2 separate regions of the Mus musculus genome follow, and region 2 is linked to region 1. Evidence: chromatin contacts called from public promoter capture Hi-C data. All regions are on one chromosome and are shown on one strand. The core of a region is the stretch at or near the end of the contact, and the rest is flanking DNA. Distances in the headings are between cores, read along the strand shown. Region 1 holds the start of Huwe1 (HECT, UBA and WWE domain containing 1). Region 2 holds the start of Rragb (Ras-related GTP binding B).

What was found. Promoter capture Hi-C pulls out the DNA fragments that hold promoters and counts their contacts.
Region 2: a promoter capture Hi-C map of pre-B cells shows a contact between it and region 1, with 4 times the contacts expected there. The contact joins the promoter of Rragb here to the promoter of Huwe1 in region 1. A contact is called at or near these places in 1 of 39 promoter capture datasets (pre-B cells) and 1 of 484 Hi-C or Micro-C datasets (CD4 T cells).

Annotation. Positions count from the first base shown.
Region 1 is chrX:151,801,844-151,804,573 of GRCm38.p6, forward strand. It overlaps Huwe1 (HECT, UBA and WWE domain containing 1), which reads left to right and starts at 1,439. Exons shown (of 83, transcript NM_021523.4): 1 at 1,439-1,726.
Region 2 is chrX:153,138,223-153,141,333 of GRCm38.p6, forward strand. Rragb (Ras-related GTP binding B) reads left to right here and starts at 1,736. Exons shown (of 11, transcript NM_001004154.2): 1 at 1,736-2,353. The coding sequence starts at 2,262.

The DNA.
Region 1 (2,730 bases), core at 189-2,688:
AACGTAGTACGATATTGCCTATTTTTCCATAGCTATGCCAACATGAATTGTTACTTATCTTTATATCTTTTCAGTTATACAGTAAAAAATCACATGTCGTTGCTTTCATTTTACTGCTGTTTGAGCATATTTTCATTTTTCTAATTACAAAAGTCAGTAGTTAAATATGAACAGTCTTGTATATAAGCAATAAACATTTTGAAATTTTAATACCAACCCCCCCACTCTAAATTTCAAGAAAAATAAAAATATCTGGAAGTAAACTATAAAACTTTCAGGAATACAATGGAAGAACGTTTGCATAAATGGAGAAGGAATATCAGGCTTCTGCATAGGAAGCCTCTATTCTGTAACGATATTCATTTTTCTATATTGATTCAAGCAGTTGATGCAATTCCAATAAATATACTAAGTTTTTGGAACTTGACGATTCTAAAGTTTATGAGGGGGGGATGGCTAAGAATAACCAAGAAAATGTTTTTAAAGATGGGGGTGCTTGTACAATTAAACTGTACTCTGAAGGAAGCATGTTTAAATTAGAATAGACAGAACAATGGATTAGAATGGAAAAGCTCACAAACGGGCCAGACTGGATCCCGATTTATTGGAGAAACATTGTTGGTTAGACATGCAAAAACTGCCATATTAAAATCTCCAAGCGCCTTTCTCCCCACCCCAAGCTTGAATTTGCTTTTGAGGGCAGACGCCTTTGTTTGGAGAAAACCACTTTATTGGGTCTTTTTTGTTATAAGGTAAGGAAAGCCTCAATATTTAAAACTGGTGACTCCGGAGGTAGAACTAATGATATGAGCTTTTAGTGAAAAGATGGATTCAGGTTAGCCTGCAGTGCGGCGAAGGAAGAAGTATGGATATTAGAGGTCTTTAGATTTTTCCCCCCATGTTTTGAGCACAAAAACTGGTGTGTCATTGTTTCCATTTGCATTTGTGTGTTTATTGTAAATTGAACATCTTTTATGCGTTAGTTAAGACTAGCACGTTATTCCTCGAGGCAGGTAACAATGGGAACCCATTCTTTTCGCTTTCGGAATGGAGTTTGGCTAATTGGTACAGCCCTGCTGGAAGCGTGAGAATAAACAGGTTGACTTTTTAAGCACTAGGCAGGCTCCAGACACCTAAATCGGGGGCGGAGGTAGTTTTCAAGACATGGCCGAGATTTGGCGCTGAGCTGTGTCATCGCGAGGTTTGGTAGCAAGCTCCGCAGTGGGTCGGAAACCTCGTGGTAAGCGAGATCCCTAAAGGACGAGAGCTTCCTCCCTTTCCCCGAAAAAACTCCCAGTCATTTTCACGAAGCTCCGCCTTTCTCCTTTTTAGGAGCGTGCACCTGGTCTCGCGAGATCTCATGTTTCCTAAAGGCGAGGCGCGGGCGGTCTCCTGCGGTGAATTACGAAGGTCTCGGCGAGGCTGAACGTAATATCGCGATAGTTCCTACGGCGCATGCGGGAGCCGGCGGCGGCATGCTGGCTCCGCCCCGTAGTGCTCCGTGAGGTTGTGCGTCATTTGCTTTTCGCTTCGCGTGGGGTGAGAGCGGAGCGGTGGCGATTTGGGGTTTGGTGGCAAGCGAGGGTTGGGACGGGCTGGGCTCAGTTTTTCCTGGTCCGGTGGAGGTTCTCCTGGGATCACGCGAAGGCGGCGGCCGAGGTTGGCTACTGAGTGCAGGAGCTGCGGAGGCGCGAGCAGCGTCTTCTGGTGCTGCCGTTCTTAGCCGGTGAGTTCTCGCGGGAGCAGGGTTACGTCCTCGTGGGGATTCGCCGGCGGTGGCGGAGATACCTTGGGGGTGGGGGGGCAGTGACTAGGGTCGGGCCGCCTGTTAAGATGGCGGCGGCGGCGGCTGCCTGTCTTGCTCTTACACGGTACCAAGGGGTTAGCTATCCGCGTTTGTGACGCTTCTCAGGTACCAGACGTTAAGGAGATGACGAATGGCGAAACGTCGTGGTGCCGGTAAATCCTTCCTGAGCTGAAGACCATCCTGTTTCTTACCGGTTAAAGCGACACCATTTCCCCCGGCCTCTGCCTCGTGTGGGCCTGCCTTTGCCCCACCAATCGCTCTTCGCCTCTGTTTTCGTCGTCGCAGTGGGCGGGTTGGGAAGTGCGGGAGGGAGTCCATAGTTCATTGGGTAGTGGGCTGGGGATTAGATTAAAAAGTGGGAGAGAGGGACGCACCTAAGATTGTTCTCATAATTATTGCGCGCTTGCTGCTTCTCAGCCCTTGCAGCGACCCATATGAAACCCCTAGTTTTTCTTGATCCGAGGTGGGCTCTGCTTCCCTGCTCCCGCGGCTTTCGGGCTAAGGTTTGAGAGGTCAATCTGTAGAGTCATTAGAGTACCTTCCCTTTCCCAAATTCTGTCTCCCTGTCAAATCGCTCAGCTACGTGAATATCGGGATGCATTATTAAGGGGAGAAGTTAAAAAAAATCCTATCACTCCTCCTCTGTAGTCCTAATTTAGAGCCTAGCCTGAATCATCTACCCTGTCCCATGTCCTTCCGTGGTGCTTTTGGCGCAGATGTTAAAAGAGCTTATCTTATTCCCTGCATTTACTCCATCTTTGTGGATGGATCAGCAGTAACCTTCCATTTTCCTAGGTCCTCTTGCTTGTTTATCCCTGACGCGGGGACAGCGTACTGATTTCTTCAACTTTGAATGTTTTGAGACCATACTTGGGCAGAACAATAAACGGGTCAGTGGTCGGATAATTGCAGTCTTAGTGGTC
Region 2 (3,111 bases), core at 486-2,985, 1.3 Mb after region 1:
TGATCTTGCTTTTCCAACACTGATAATAGAATACAATAGCTGGGATAGTTTCCCATATACACCACCTATCATCAACTTCTAGAGACTGCTTTGTGTCCATGCCTACTCTTGTCTCCTACTCATGTCTCCATAGAATTTTTGTCTTCTATCCAGAAGGAATGTTGCTAGCTGTGCTCTAGCTTCCTCTCCTTCTCCTCTCCAGAAATTTTGTAGCAATTGTTTCCTCTCTTTTCATTGGCTTTACTTCCTAAAAATGTCTAGGCATGCTCATTCTCAAAATACACTCATGTGTTGTGGATATTAAAGAACTATCATACATTTTCTCCTTTCTGTTATTAATCAGAAATTCCTTAACACATTTGTTCTTATCTTTATAAAAAAAACAGTACTCAGTGAATATCGAGTATATACACACATTCTGGTCTGTGAACCTAGTGTATAGGAGAACATTTTTCAAAAGTAAGTGCTTGTCCTTATAGCGTTTAAATAGAAATCCTATACTCAGAGATCAAATAAACAAGATTATTGCCATGTCAGTAAGTATTATACTCTACACAAAGAACTACAGGCAACCAAGGAATGCCCAGAGCAGGAGAAATAATTTTCCCTAGGGAAGAATACACTGTCTGGTTCTTCAATACCAACTGCTCAGCCCTGAAAACATATATATGAGATTATTATACAGACTGAGCGGGTTATATTAGGAATATATATGTATATACATATATGTGCATATAACAACAACCAATGAAAAACGAAGCCATGACTTTGAAAGAGCAAGGAGAGTTGTTTATATGACAAGGTTTGGAGGGAAAAAAGGGAAAAAAGAAATGTGTCTACAGTATAATCTCAACAACAAAAGAAAAACTACAAAGGAATATTATGAATTAAAAAGCATACAACAGAAAATAACTACTGCAGGTTCAAAAGACTGTTGTACTCTAATAGAGTATGGGTTGGGAAGACCTCTGGAGGACATTACCTATAAGCTGAGAAAGTTGAGGCCATTACAAACTGTGAATGGCAAATTCAGTCTTTCAAGGGAGCATCAACCTATGCCACTCTTTTTCCCAGCCTGTAACCTTGGTGTCACATTTAAAAGAGTTCCAAGCCTAAGAAGCTCTTAGGTCATTGAGGTTGGAACTTGCTGCGTTGAGATTTGAGAGCTGGTTGACAAATCACTTCTTCTCCACATAAAACTCTGTATGTAGCAAGTATCTCATGATGATCATCAGAAACTTTAAAATTATGTTTGCAACTTTTAAAAGTTAAGTGGCGGACGTGTTAAACCCTCCGTGTGGTTCTGGTCCTGGCAATAACAACTTATTGAGAGTTTTCTATGGGAAAGACAGTTTAAAACACTTTAGATGGATTGCTTTTTTAATTACTTGAACTGTCATAAGGATTAACGGGAAGAAAAGTTACCAAAATGCAAAAATGCACAGGGCCCTAATCATAGGGAGTAGTGAAAACGGCTAGCTGGCAGGTGCTGAAATTGCAACCTTCTCCTTTAACTCTGAGCAGCGAGTGGGCGGGGCCGCGTCCATCAGTGTCTAGGTGCCCGCAGGCCGCCCTAAGGGCCAATGGCGCGGAAATGAGAGCCCGGGCCACGTGATGGCGGGTGGCACTCTGGCTTTCCTAAAGCAGTCTCTATGGTATTCTTCCAAGCAAACCCAGGGCCCCCCCAAAAGGGTAGCGGCACGTGACAGGCCCTGGGACTACGGCAGGTTCCCACGTGATCCTGGCCTGCAGTAGCGTGGTTGCGGTGAGGTTCTTGCGCTCCTGAAGGGCGGGCGCGGAAGTAAGAGCATCCTCAGGCGGACCGTGACTGGCAGCGAGGTCGGGAGGAGCCACCAGGCAGTGACCGCTTTGCTTCTGCAGCTCCGCTCCGCTCATTCCGTTATCTCAGCCTTTGCAGTCTGTACAGAAGCTGACCAAGTTACCTTTGGGTCTTGAGACCTTGGCGAGTGAGGCCCAAACTCGGGACCAACTCCTCATCCACCTTGCCCTCCCTCTCCTCCATCTCTTCCTTTGCACGCACCGAATCGAATCGCTTGCTCCTTTGGGCTGGCCTGCTCGGCTGTGCCTGGAGACTAAGTTCGGGTCGGTAAAGGTAACTGTGGGAAAAGCGGCCCCCCAGTGGACAAAGGCGGAGGCAGGGATAGATCAGGCCCCGCGGGCCCTGGGTGCTGAGCGTAGGCAGGTGAGCCAGAAGAACGGTACTGCGGATTTAGAAGGCACTGTGAAGGACTTGTTGCACGATGGAAGAATCTGACTCCGAGAAAAAGACAGAGAAAGAGAATGTGGGCCCAAAAGTGGAGCCTCCTCTAGGGGAGCCGGAAGGATCGCTTGGGTGGGTAAAGGGGATTATGTTGCACCTGGGAGGGAGGGCATGCTAATTGTAAAGAGTATTGTGAGATGCAACAACCTCTAACCTGCAGTGATGAATTGCTTTAATTTACCAATATGGTTGATTGATATCATGCCCTTGATGACGGAAAACAGAATAGAAACACCCTTTGCCTGGATGTGGGATTCCTGGTTTATGCGTAGTCTTCTAATTGAGACAGTTCTGAGTTGTTTTCTGTTTTCTATAAAGGTTATTTGATGTTATCACCTTGTTGATGATAAAAAAGGAAAGGACAGACATTTGCTGACCAATGACGTATAGTGCGATATGCCTATTTGAGAACTGCGTTATATGTACTTTGTGCCTTTAATGAATGAAATACAGCTTGGAAGGACGATTGAAGGTCCAAAGATGCTTCTAGATTTGAAAAATACGGAGATGAATTTAAAAAAAATAGTATTCAGATTATGACAATATTGTTTGATTTATAAAAGTACCCAGAGTGTTGCTTCAGCTTTATGACAAAATATCAAATCTTGAATTTAAATGGTTTCTATTCCTAAATATGCCATCCTAGGAAGCGTCTCCCGAGCTGATGAAGGAAACAGGGAGCATAAACCCAGCTTTATAATTTAGGAAAATGAAGACTTCTGAAAAGAGGTCTCATCCATACTTAGCTGCTTTAAAGAATATTCGTCTGCATCTTTCAGTTTACTTGTGTGTCCCCCCCCCCACCCCCCGCCCCCGGCAATTAGATCACG